Linked DNA regions of Zea mays: region 1 is linked to region 2. The links are chromatin contacts, called in public Hi-C maps. All regions are on one chromosome and are shown on one strand. Each heading gives the region's core, a stretch centred on a gene start, on an enhancer-like site or on the middle of the called end of the contact. The rest is flanking DNA. Distances are from core to core; before and after follow the strand shown. Region 1 holds the start of LOC100285103 (TPD1). Region 2 has its middle 47 kb from the start of LOC103640880.

Region 1 (7,035 bases), core at 4,208-6,707, 510 kb after region 2:
TGTTTTTTTTGTGTATTTGGTTTCTGGGCCTAAGCCCAATACAACACGGCCCGTATATGAGTGGGCGTGTCGTGTCTGGCAAAAAAAAAAAAAAAAATAGGTCCACATGTCAGTCCGGCTCGACCCGCGTGTGCGGTGCCTGTCCAAGCGTGCCCGTGCAGGGCTTGTACATGTATAATTGTAGGCGTACTACGTCGCATGAGATCCGGGCGAAGAGCCGAATAGCCAGCTGGGGGCGTTGCATGCAACGCCCGCAGGCAGCAAAAGCCTGTCCCGACCCCCGAGGCGGCGAGGCCAACCAGCCACTGAGCCACAGTAGAGTAGTGGCGCCGGTTCCGAAGCTGTCTGCGCCGGTGTGCATGTGTAGACCGCTGGCTGTCTGCTCGCTGTCCGTCCCGGTCGATCCTTCAAACAGCGACCGTACCACGGACCGTCGATGCGCCGTGCAGTGCTCTGCTCTGCTCTGCTCGCCACCGGAGACAGGTAGGCGGTGCCTGTCCTATGGCACTACTTACTAGCCGTCTACTACTATGCCCAGCCCCAGCCCAGGTCCCAGGATACGCCGCAAGATTTGGGTTGGGAACTTGGGACAGTCGCGTGGACCGTGGTGGCCTGCGCACATCGGTTCGTGCGTGGCTGCTTTGATCGCTCGCGCCGCGTCGCGTGAGCCGACATGACCGCTGACAAGTGCCGATGGCATCCGTTGACGAGCACTCGCGACTTAGTACTCAACATTCTGCTCATTTAATTTGGGCTCCGTTCCGTTCCGTTCGTGCCACCATCATTGTTATGTTGTCAAAATCTTCATTATGTGTTTGATTTCAGCTCTTCGTAACTCGAGATCTTTGGATCGGTTTTCTAATCTAAATATAAGATTAATTAATAGGGTTTCTACATGCCCTTAACCTTAATATATAGGGTCAATTCCTTGTATACCATCGAAAAATATATTTGTTCCTTATATGTCACTAGCCCACATGTCATACACAAAAAATATATATTTATATGTCACTTAGTGGCAATAATAAATGAGTATAAAATTTGATGGTATACCAATAATTTTTTATAATATATATGCTATCCATCTAAAAAAAACATACCCATGACTGCGTCTATACACGCTCAAACATACCCGTTGCTTTTAAAAGGAAAAAAAAACTGTTTCCTGGATTCAGTTCTTTTGTTTGGCTGTTAGGAGTCAAAAGCTAAAAGCTAAAACAAACACACTCTAAGGTGATGTTTGGTTTTCTATAGATTTTGATAAGTTAGATATTGCATAAAATCCGATACATATCTCATTATTATCAACTTATTGTGAAATTAGGCACAAAATCCAGAAAGTCGTTTTGTCTAATAATAAAATTCTAGAAAATGAGACATGAACCAAACAAATCCTAAGTCGGTTTATACGACAATCTCCTCTAGCTACATAACGTCTCTTCATGTATTTATGGTCGTATCTGTTCAAGTAATCTTGTGTGTTTCAATATTGGAAACATTCTTATGGCTATCGCTAATCATGTATGATAAAGGATATTATGAATCAATAATACTCCATCCTTACTCTGGGCACATCCAATACAATAATCCTCCATATATATAAATAGGAAAATCGATCTTGGGCCCGCCGATTTCGGAAAATCGGGCGGTACACTGCGATTTATAGTCGGTTTTGTAAACGCTGACTCGATACCTAAATTTCTTTATATTTTATACCTTGGTTTCGATGGGCTATCATTCCTAGACGTGTTGCACATATCCAAGACGTGCTGGGCTTCATCATATATATATATAGGCAGTGAGACACTATAGTGAAAACGTATCTCTGAGATATTCAAACATCACCTACACGTTGTAGGACTTTTATTACTGGGATATCGAAATCGAAGACATGCCTGACACTGACACCGCTCTTCAATAGTGGCATCTCGTTATCCATTCTCTCAATTAGTTCAAACCTTTCAATTCCCTTTCTCACCGAAGAAATTCTTCTCAACAGGAGTGCTGAGTTCTGTTGCGCTGCTAGGCTCCACTCCAATGCAAGAACCAAGAAGGCCTTCTTGTAGGATTGCAGCAGGAAGCAGCTATCCCACGGCGACAGGGGATGCCCTACACGTGTAAGCCATTAAGCAGGCCCATGCGCCAGAGGCTACGTCCTACAGTACCCTATACCCCTGAGGGCTGGCTGAGGCCAGAGGCCCTGCCCTCATTTCAGCTTTCACAGCCATCACACTCCAATCAATGCGAGGAGCAAAAGCGAAACACGAGCACCCCATCAATCGCCGCAGCGCAGCATGTCTGTCAACTCGCACGGTCAGTCACCCCCATCCCACCACCTCTGTCAACAATGCAGCAGGCTCCTTGCAGAGGCACAGTCTGGCCCAGAAAAAGCAAGTCACACACAGCTGCTATGCTCTGCACGAACCGCACGGACGCAGGGTGAAACACATCAATGGCCTGAGGCACCCGTATCCACCCCTTGGCAAAACGGCATTCATCATGACAAGAAACAGCTCGAACCATTCACATGAGCGAGCAAGCAAACAAGGCACCACGGCAACAGACAGCAGCAGAAGCTCAACCAAAAAGAAGAAAGCGAGCAAATGCCAACACACACGAAAAGCACTCGCTTCCTTCAATAGCAGCTTTGCACTTCCCTGTTGAAACAAAAGCAAAAGATTTGCATTACAGCAGGCCGGCCTGGTTGCCCAAAAATTTCACATCCCGCATCCAGTTACACACTAGTACTTTTTTTTAAAAAAAAAAAGGCTTCTTCCACCGCTCGATCCGTGCCATGTCCATGTACACGTGAGACGAGACCTTGGAACATCGGCAAAAGAACAAAACGCGGAGTCCCTGCCGCCCCCTCGAGCGCCCGATCCTACAGTCCAACAAAATCACCTAAACCACCAGCTAATTACATTTGGATCCAAGAACCAAAGACCTGCCTTGCACTGTCCTACTGCTGCAACTGACTGACTTGTACTAGTATTTTATATAATACTCGTGGTAGTAGTATTATGAGGGTGGAGTTTCTATGCTTATCGTGTGTGGTGCGGACTGCGGACGGAGCGACATGGATGGCGGCGCCAGCCAACGGCCTACTACGGGGCGGTGGTGGGGTCGACGCACGTGGCGACGCGGACGGAGAGCTCGTACGGGAACGAGTTGGCGTACTCGAAGGAGATGGTGTCGCCGCCGAGCAGCGGCCGCCCGTCGTTGAGGAGGCAGTCGTCGTGGCGCAGGCGCCTGAACTTGAGGGGGTCCACCAGGTTCACCGAGCTGAACCACCCGCACCGCACGTGGATGCCCGCGATCGCGCAGTCGCCGCCGCCCGGGTCGCCCAGGCACTGGTTCATCACGTCCACCTTGTACGCCGGCACCCCGTTCGGCAGCGACGACGCGTGGCGCTGGTAGATGGCGATGTCCTCCGCGCCCGCGCACCCCTCGTCCATCCGGCTCGGCCGCACCGGCCCTGCTGCGGCTGCTCCTTCTCCGCTACCGCCAGCGACGACGCCTGCAGTATTGCCGGTGCCACGGCACACAAACAAACAAAAACGTGAGACGGGCCGTAGTGCAGTTGTGTAGTATTGATGCATGCAGCAGACCCGGTTGTGATGCAGGCGCCGAAGCCAGCGGGCCCCCCGCCCTCGCTTCGCTATCGAGGCTACGACAGAACGAATCAATGGAAACTTTAGAGCCAGCAGTTGGCCCCGGCTTCGCTTCTCCCCTCTCTCTCCCGCTTCTATTTCGAACCCCAATACAAAACAGTGCTGGGGATGGGGCCGCACGACCGCAGGGAAGGAGGGACAGCGGGAGCAGGCTTCGGTCGGAGAAAGCGCGGGCCCCCCCCCCCCCGGCTCGGCGGTCGGACCGTCGGACTCGGACGGCGAGGGATGGACGGACCGGACGAGTAGGCGAGTAGGTGTGAGACGGGGACGTGGAGCAGGAGTAGGACGGGACGGGGCTTGCGGTTTCACTCACCTGGCGAGCGGAGTATCTTGCGGGGCAGTGGAGCTGGCACCGGCACGGGAACAGCGGCGGCGGCGGCGCGGAGTGCCGGGCGCGGCGGAACCGCTGGTACGGCGGTCGGCGGCGGCGAGAATCCTGCAGCAACAGACGGGATTGGTTGGATGGAACGTGTTAGTCAAGGCCGAACAAAAAGGCGAAATAATTCCAAATAAAAAGCGAAAGAAAGATCTAAACAAATCAACCGAAAAATATCCCGCGGTTTCGAGAATTCAACGAAAAATTGCACCGAACAAGACCATGAAGTAGCGAGCGCACGAATTCATGAATCGAGATAAAAAAAATTCCCAAAGTAGTCGTGCTGTCACAGCAGTGTATGTATTCATTGTAGAATGGTGTTGGTGATCGAAGGTGGAAAAGGAAAAAAACTAGGTTCGATGGAGTAGATTAATAATTGAACAAAAACCTCTGGCTAGCCTCCACAACAGAAAAATTGTTGAGAAAACCCCTGGACTACAGAAACAAACTCACAAAAATCCCAACAGAAACAATCGAGAGAACTGCGGCGGAGCACGTCGGTACGAGAATGGAGCAACGGAACCGGATAAAAAAAAACAAGGCCAAATCGCCGTGACGGAGAAGTAGCACGACGGGAACACCACCTGCGTCCTGATCGCAGGCGGCGAGGGAGGCGGAACCAAGCAGCACGGCCAACCAGGCCGATGCCACGATCGCCTTCAATCCGGTCGACGACGGCGCCCTCATCCTCATCGCGCTGGGACCCTGCAGCGAACACGAGTTAGAGTCGAACAGATGGACTCGTGAGGCACGTCGAAGCCTTCAACGGAGAAGCACCCCACATCTCCACTTGCATGCAACGAAGCCTGGCTCTACGGCCTTGCCGGTGCCTAGCCTAGCCAGGGATGGAGCGGCGACAAGGGAGGGACACGGCGCGCCACGACGCGCGTCCCAGGTGATCGGGCTGGCATGCAGACGGGCCGCGCCGCTGTGTCGAGCAGAGTCGGTTTCGTATAGCCAGGCGGCCGCGCACCGACGACGACGACGACGACGAGTCGGTGCGCGAATGGCGGCGGCGCCGGGACCAATGGAAGGCGCGCAAGCTCGCACGCGGACCGCGGCGGTTGCAGAGGCGCGGGGAGCGGGGAAAGGCAGACGGACGGGAAGGGGCGGGGCGGCGCGGCGCCTACCTGGAGGAGCTGGAGACGGTGGAGGGTGTCGCCGGTAACGACGACGTGGGTATCCTCACGGCGCGCGGCCGGCAGTTGTTTCGCAGTAGGGTTTGGTGAGGGTGGTCCTCGCCCCAACTCCCTCTCGCGGTCGCACGTGCTGGTGAGGGTGAGGGTGGCGCGGAGGGCGGCGGGCGATGAGGGAGGCGAATGCTCGCGAGGCGTGCGGCGGTGGAGTTGCTGCTGCAGCTGCTTCTTCTTCGCCGCGCCGTGCGCCCACCAAGACACCAAGTACGTGATACGCGGAGATGGAGACGGGCAATGGGATGATATGGGAGGAGGTGGAGGTGGAGGTGGGACTTGGGAGCCAAGAGCAGAGAATGTGCGTTGGTGGTGCTGGGTCCGTCCGGTGGATCCACGGAGGGTGGGCAGTGGACCTGTCGCGGGCAGGCTGCTGCGAAAAGCGTTCTGGTCTTGTCCGCTTCTGGTCAAGGCTGCCCCAAGGGAGGGCAGGGCTCGCTCTCAAATGGCTCTCGGCCTCCTCTTCGGTGGTTTGGATCTGGAACGAAATCCACCGGATTTATTTTTTTCCCATGGAGCTTCATTTCCAAATTCAAGTTTGGATACTGCTAATCAGCTGGCCTGGCGCATCGCAAAAATTACGGGGCGACGGACAATGGATGTGCTGTGCGGCCGCACGGGAAGATCTTATTTGGTTCCTACTTCCCTGCCTTATTTCTAGAATCTCATTCCAAAATCTTATTACTAGTCAGAATAGTTTCTAAAGTTTATATTGTATTCTATTTTGGAATCTCACAATCTCAATATAAAGTGGTAAAAAAATATTCATATTGATTTTTGTACGACATTTAACTTCTCAAAATGAATAAAGAACCAAACGCCATCGAGGAGGCCGGAGACATTTCCGGTCCGCCTAAAAAACAAGGAGCTGGTGACGATCTCAAACGATCCGTGTGAGGCCTGGTTCGACAAGGGCCCCCGGCGTTCCCCTATGGCCCTATCGCCACCCAGCTGGCCAGCTGAGCTGCCGCCGGCCGTTTCGTAGCTCGCGTTCCTCTACCACGCAGCTGCCGGCGGCGGCGGCGAGGCGAGGCGAGCCGGCGACGTCGAAGCTAGCGACCAAATCGTGGGACAGTCGTGACGCCGCACGTACGTGCCGCGAGGCCGCATGGACAGATTACCTGCACACGGCACGTGTGGCTGTTCGTCGTGGCTGTGGTCGTGCGCTGCATGCGCTTGCATTTTTGCACGGCATGGATCTGCCGATGCCGAGCGACGAGCACTCGAGCTGGATGGATGCCTGTACCGTCTGTCTACCCCTGGCGAAGTGGCCGTGCTCAGAATGGAACGGCATCATGATGCTGCTGGGGGGCATGCACGATCTCCTAATGTGTCGGACACTCAGACTCATAGTCTTCCCTCCATGCAATTCTCCTTTTTAAACGTATATACCACAGAGTGTTAGATCTCCTGATTAAAATGTTAGCAGTTCAGCGGAAGAAGCTGAGGATGCGGGAGAAGAAAGAGCGCGAGCAGATCCAATCCGTCGTCCAAACAAGCGCGTTCGTGGGCCGAATGAATTCAAGCTAATTATAAAATTTAGTATGTTTCCCGTTAAAAGTTTAAATACCATTATCAACTAATTATAAAACTAATTGTTGATAACGTGTTCTCAAAATTTATGAATAAAGAACAAGGCAACACAAACATTAATGGTTAAAGGTCTTTGTTCTTTGTAACATTATTTCCTTCAGGATATAATAATCTTCGGACGAAGGTCATGAAGGATATATCTTCATCGTTTTAACATACATAGATATAAATATGAACATATGTACCACAGAAAGAGTATGAATAA
Region 2 (7,149 bases), core at 585-3,084:
ATGTTACTAAAGCCTGGCTTTATATGGACGCCTGACAGCGAAGGCCGACGCGGGGCTATATGATAGAGAACGCTGGGGAGAGAGGCATTATCAGGCGCGGGCGGTCGACATCGGACGCAGGGCGACGGAGGCCGGCGGCAAGCGCTGGGCCAGCCGCGGGAAAAGGGAAGAACCGGGAGTTAGGGAAGGAACCGATAGGAGCGAATTTTTTTTGGCTCCGATCTCTTAAAAAATGGCTCTGGATCTTAAGTGATCATCGTTGGGATTGAGCTGTTTTTTTTGCACTGTTTGAGGTTCTCATGCAGTAGCTAGAACTGGAGCCGGTTTTAGAGCCCTCTTAAATAGGGTCTAAAAGATAGAAATAATCTTTACTACTTATTAATTCAATAGTGTAGACTAGGGCACTACTATGACTCCAACCTCCCCCCGCCCACACACGTGCACGCCCCCTTGCCCACCCAACCGCCCCATCTGCCTCTTTTGCATAGGACACACGCACGCCGCATGCCACGCATGGCAGGCCTGCACCCCCCTTCCGCCCTTCTATGCAGGTCAGCCGCACGCCGCCCCGTGCCCCGCGTCCTCGCTCGCCCCACCCTCGCCTCGTGCGATGCCCGGTGCCCCGGTCCCGTGCCCTCGCCCCTCACACCATCGAGACCGCTATCTCCGCGCCGTCGGAGATCTCTCCCAGGATGGCATTCGACATATTTTTCCTGTCATTAAAAATTCTATATTGACTCTTTAGAAATAATTTGTGTGATATTGATAATGTTTGCCACACGAATTTTACATATCATATGATGTTTGTCGTTCGGTATCTATGTTTCATATATTTTTTTTACTCTCGTGGGAATACAGGGGCATGCATGGACCTAGTACATCATATAACTATTCGTGATTAATTAAAGACATGTGTGAATCCACCCATGCATGCATATCTCGGCAACTTTTGCATTAATTATCACTGAATGGATGAGTGATAGGTCGATACAATATATGACACCTAGCTCCTTTTACATATATCGTAGCCCATGCAACCCAGCATGCAATCGTTAAATGCTCATCTGTATAAGGCTCCCAGTCCCATCCCAGATAGAGCCTTCAGCGTGTGCAAGGTGATGAGATCGAATGCGTACCAAAGAAACAAGCCCAAGTGGCGACTGAGGACGACATGACAAAACTATAGGGTATAGCATCAGCATCCAAAATAAAAACCCTAATTGTTTGCGCGCGTCATATACATGCATTGCATGGAGAGCCGGCCGGAGCCCGGAGGTAGTAGCAAAGCATAGCTATGATAGCTGAGACTGAGAGGCTTTGCCATTCATGCAAAAAGCTCGTTCGTTAGTGACGATGACTGATGACACAATCCCCCTGTGCCCTCAGAAAGCCGCGCAATTATTTCGATCGCGACACGGCATCTTTTCCAGGCGAAAAAAAAACAGCAGTCGAAAAGGAAAACAAAGAAAGATGCATGCATAGCCGCCCCTGAATAATCGACGATCAGAGCTGCATTATTATTATTGCACCCTGCGCAGGCAGGCAGGCAGATATATAGATACGTGGCGCTGCTGCTGAACTCACGCACCCAAATCATGCATGCATGGCCTAGCTCGCTTCTTTGACCTGTACCAGTCGTAGGATCTACAGATAAGGCGGGAGGCCGGGGATCAAGCTAACGATCGCTACCAGAAAAAATTCACGTACTAGTAGTGCTGCTGCAGCCTCATCTCCTTCTGCTAGCTTTGGCCGGCGTTGCCCTCTACTCTGTCTGACACTGACGACGAAGGCGATCCTTATCTCCAGACTGCATCGATCCAAGTGCGGGGGACAAAAGAAGCCCTGGATGATTTCAGCACGGGCCCATGCATGCAAATTGCGTGTGCATGCATGCCCGCCCGCCCCCGCCCACCGAGAGAGAGAGAGAAAAAAAAGGCGGCAAAAAAAGGCCACCTCGCCGCAGCTATCTCCACGAGGCGAATTTTAGCAGCTGTATATGTGGCTAGCTAGCAGTGACGAGGGTCATTCGATCAGTCCGCGGACGATGGACGGCCGGCCGCCGGCCGAGTAACCGCGTGCGTGTGTTCATCATGGTGTTGTGCATGATGCCGACGGCTAGCTGCTGCTGGCGACCAGTCTCTCTCTTGTGTTTCTAAATTCTAGCTACTACGGCGTTGGAACGACGCAGAGATTTCACGTGGACTGTATGTCCAGCTAGCGTTCCAAGGGACGTACGTACGGAGACATGCTTAGCCACACGCTAATAACGCGTCCACGTACGCCGTTTATGTGTCCTTGTTACTAGCTTCTTCTTCTTTTCTATGAAAAAATGACGAAGGGGAGGGCCGGGGGTGACTCTTCTCCGATCCCTAGCTTGGTCTATGTAAATGGGGGGAGGACACGTAAAAATGCACAAGAAGCAATCATACAGAGATGGATAGGCTTGAAACTCCTTTCCCTGTGGGGCAATCTAGGACGATATATGGGCAGTGCGCCTTCCATATATATGAATGAGTAGTGTGTCATCTATGTGCTTTTCATATTTTTAGATATCCGGCCCATTGCTGTGTCCAATAGCGTGCGGATATAGTTAAAATAATGCACAAGCAATCATCCACAGATACATGGATATACTTGTGTGTTTTGCTCAGAAATGCCACAAGATCAGAGCTAAGCTTTCCTAAAAACAATGGCGCCCACACCTGATAGAAGAGGCTACCCGCTTTTTCTTTCTTTGAAGGACAGGCCTTAGGTGTCCATGGCAAAGCAGTCCTAAATTCATGGACATCTCTGTACATGAAAGAATAATCCTGTCCAAAACATCTGTACACACTAGTAGAAAAGAGCTCAAAGCCTGCGGCACCCATAAATTATCACTGGCGGTTTCAGTTATCACGCGCCAGTAAAAAAAACAAGGTGGACCCGACTTAGGAACCGCCAGTGGAAACCCATTTTCACTGGCGGTTATCTTAACACAACCGCCAGTGGAAATAGGGTATTTCCACTGGCGGTTGGTGTAACAGAACCGCCAGTGGAAACCTATTTCCACTGGCGGTTTGTGTAACAGAACCGCCAGTGTAAAGACCCTATTTACACTGGCGGTTGTGTTAAGATAACCGCCAGTGGAAATAGGTTTCCACTGGCGGTTTTTCAAACCAACCGCCAGTGAACTGTCTGTTATAAAATACCCATCTTCCCCGCGACAGTGAACTGTATGCTCGCAGCCAGCTTCCATTGGAGGCGATTTTGGAGGTCCAGATTTCACAAAAATATAAGGGGGGAGGTTTTGGTCTTCATTTCTTGGAAGAAGGTGGATAAGAAAGGTTGGTTTATGTTTCTTTGTCAATTTTTGTTCATTCTTGCTCAATTTTAGCCACATTTTGGATCTAGGGTTTCACATGTGAGAGAGAAGAGTATAGATAGGTAATTTTCTCTATTTTCTCAAATGAGGTTGCATAAGATGGTTAGTTTTTGTCTATTCCCTCTCTTTTTCATGTTTAGTTGCTTAATGAATGGTGAATGTGTTGTATGGAAGATTAGTTTAATTATGTTTCAATTGTTAGTTATTGTTTATTTTTGCTCAATTTTAACTACATTTTGAAACTAGGCTTTCACCATATGTTAAAGATAGGTTTGGGTATTAATTTTTTTTGTTTATTAGTTGCTAGGAAAGTTTGGCTTATGTTTCTTTTGCCAAATTTTGTTTATTTTTCCTCCATTTTAGCCACATTTTGGATATAGGGTTTCACCATGTGTTAGAGATAAAGTAGTTTAACTACTTTTATTGGAAGAGATAAAGTAGTCTAACTACATTTGTATATATACCGATCAATATGTACTGTATATATACATGCATGGTAATCTGACTTTTTAGCAGATGTCGCACTCCAACGCGTCCTTCACATTTTAGCCACATTTTTGGATATAGGGTTTCACCATGTGTTTTATGTTACTTTTTTACAGGTGGTGATGGAGAGGACATCCTGGATGTATAACTTATCAAGGCTAGATCCATCATACATATCCGAGGTCCATAGGTTTATTGATGTCGCTACGAACCATGCTTGGAGAACAAAGACAAAACACATATATTGTCCATGCATGGACTGCAAAAATGCTGCTGTATTTAATGACACAGAACAAATCATATCTCATCTGGTATGCCAAGGATTTATGAAGGATTACACAATTTGGACAAAGCATGGAGAGGGTAGCTCTTCGCCTTATACGACTGGAAACCCTGAGAACATCGACGACAGATTTCAGTTCGTTCACGAGACACACCAACCTCTTCCACAGAGCGAACATGTAGTGCAAAATGTTACTGATCATGGTTACGCTGGAGGAAATGAACATGATAGACCTCATGTTCTGCCAAGTGTTATGGATGAGGAAGATGCAGAGTTGCTAGAGGCAATGTTGCGTCGTCATACAGATCAATCGATGTTCTTAATGAAAGGTATGGAGTCCCTAAAGAAGGCAGCAGAAGAGCCTTTGTACGACGAGTCTAAGGGTTGTACCAAAGAGTTCACGACGCTCCGGTCTGTGCTAAAGGTGTTGATGTTAAAAAGCTAAATATGGTGTGTCTGATGCTGGCTTCGATGCGTTCTTGAGTATTATCGCAGACATGCTTCCAAAGGAGAACAATGTGCCTGCTAACACGTACTATGCAAAGAAACTAATCAGTCCGCTCACTATGGGTGTGGAGAAGATCCACGCGTGTAGAAATCACTGTATCCTTTATCGAGGTGATGATTATAAAGACTTGGAGAGCTGCCCAAAGTGCGGTGCAAGTAGGTACAAGACGAATAAAGACTATCGAGAGGACGAAGAGTGTGTTGCATCCGTGTCTAAAGGGAAGAAGCGAAAGAAAGCCCAAAAAAAGACTTCAAAATCCACGAGCAAAGAAAAAGAAGAAGTAGACTATTATGCGCTCAAAAAGATTCCTGCTTTGGTGATGTGGTACCTCCCCGTCGTCGATCGATTGAGGTGTTTGTTCGCTAATCCTGAGGATGCCAGACTTATGAGCTGGCATGCTTCTGATGAGCACAAAAACGATGGGAAGCTTCGACATCCAGCCGATGGGAAGCAGTGGCAAGATTTCAATGACAACCACCGAGACTTTGCCGATGAACCGAGAAATGTTAGGTTCGCACTGAGTACTGATGGAATGAACCCATTTGCTGAGAGGAGCAGCAAGCATAGCACATGGCCGGTGATCCTCACCATATACAACCTTCCTCCATGGTTGATGCAGAAACGGAAGTACATTTTGCTAACCATCCTTATTTCTGGACCTACACAACCTGGAGTTGACATGGATGTATTTTTGGAGCCCTTAATGGAGGATATGAAAATATTGTGGGAAACGGGTGTTCAAATGTTGGATGAGTATCGTAAAGGTTCATTCACGCTGAGAGCAATTCTTTTTGTTACGATCAACGATTACCCTGCTCTCTTCACATTATCAGGCCAGTTTAAGGGAAAGGTTGGTTGCACAGTATGCATTGATGGAACTGCTTACGTATCCCTTGCTGCATCTAGGAAGATAGTTTACATGAGGCACAGACGCTTTTTATTGGAAGGACACAGGTACCGCATGCGAAAGATGGATAAGTACTTCGACAATAATGGTGAACTACATTCTACTGCTCCATCGGGTAACAATAGAGGTCATAGAGTTTTTGAAATAGTCAGGAATATCAAGTTTGTTTTCGGGAAGAAGACAAAAGACGGAAAAACAAGGAAGGATGTCAAACCAGCTTCGGGGGCTATATTCAAGAAGAAGTCTATTTTCTTCGAGTACTTGCCTTACTGGAAAGAGTTAGATGTGCGGCATGCGATCGATGGTATGCACGTTCAGAAGAACGTGTTTGAAAGCATAATGGGCACCTTGCTAGACATAAAGGGCAAAACAAAAGAAGGGCTCAATTCACGCATGGACTTGGTAGATTTAGGCATAAAAAAGGAACTACATCCCGTTCTTCAAGAAAATGGGAAGTACCATCTCCCAGCAGCAAGCTACAATCTCAATGTAGATGAGAAACATGCGATGTGTGTTTGGCTCAAGAATTTGAAAGTCCCATCCGGATTCTGCTCTAGCATACGGAGTATTGTGTCAATGAAAGACCTGACAATCACCAACTACAACTCACATGATTGCCATGTCATGCTGACTACATTCCTACCTATTGCCATCAGGGCTATAAATCCTTTGTTTTTAAAGATGGCAATCACACGGTTGTGCTACTTTTTCAACAGGATTTCACAAAAGGTAATTGGCCGTGATGAGTTGGCATCTCTTCAGGAATTCGCAGTGGAGACAATATCACAGTTTGAGATGTGTTTCCCTCCATCGTTCTTTGATATTATGGTGCACCTTGTGGTGCACTTGGTGCCACAAATAGAGGCATTGGGTCCTATGTACTTGCATGAAATGTGGACGTATGAACGTTTCATGTCAATACTGAATGGCTATGTATCAACCCGTGCTCGTCCCGAGGCATCCATGATAGAGGGGTACTGTACCGAAGAGGCCATTGAGTCCGGAGCTCCATTCTGCAATAGTATCCTAAAAGACCAGGTTGCAATAGGTCTGCCTCCGTCACGACACGAGGGTAGACTGTATGGAAGCGGGAGGATGGGACGGAAATCTTTCATCCCACCGGATTACGATATAGTACTTGAGGCACATCAGAGCATCCTACATCAGCTAACAATAATGGAGCCATTTATCCAACAACACATCAATGAGCTTCGCGAGCAAAATCCTGGGCATACGGATGATTGGGTAATGAAGCAACATAAGCAGCGGTTCAACACATGGCTAATGGTGAAGGACATTCCACGTGGAGAAACAATAGAAGAACAAACCATCAAGGGCTTGGCATCTGGACCATCACGCCAGGTCACAACATGGCAAACCTATGACATTAGTGGATTCACATTTTGTACCAAGTCCAAGGACAAAAAGAGCATGTCACAAAACAGTGGTGTTCGATGCGAAGCCATAGATGATGAAACTGGTGAGATTATTACATATTTTGGCTTTATTGAGGACATATGGGAACTAGACTATGGTACATTTCAGATCTCGGTTTTCCGATGTCAATGGGTTGAAGACAAACATGTCACGGTAGACAACTATGG

What was found. Hi-C and Micro-C count contacts between places; a contact is called where the count stands out from the background.
Region 1: a Hi-C map of bundle sheath shows a contact between it and region 2, with 2.5 times the contacts expected there. The contact joins the promoter of LOC100285103 here to the enhancer-like site in region 2. A contact is called at or near these places in 2 of 25 Hi-C or Micro-C datasets (bundle sheath and leaf).

The regions. Positions count from the first base shown.
Region 1 is chr10:15,003,538-15,010,572 of Zm-B73-REFERENCE-NAM-5.0, forward strand. LOC100285103 (TPD1) reads right to left here and starts at 5,458. Exons shown (of 4, transcript NM_001372174.1): 1 at 5,178-5,458; 2 at 4,632-4,752; 3 at 3,985-4,107; 4 at 2,631-3,517. The coding sequence starts at 4,740. The coding sequence ends at 3,105.
Region 2 is chr10:14,501,642-14,508,790 of Zm-B73-REFERENCE-NAM-5.0, forward strand. No RefSeq gene overlaps it. Among protein-coding and RNA genes, the nearest start is that of LOC103640880, 47 kb to the left of the region's middle. Within about 2 kb of position 1,835, at least 18 of the 20 cell types and tissues checked have an H3K27ac peak or open chromatin away from gene starts, as enhancers often do. A contact at or near this core is called in bundle sheath and leaf, where this site is marked.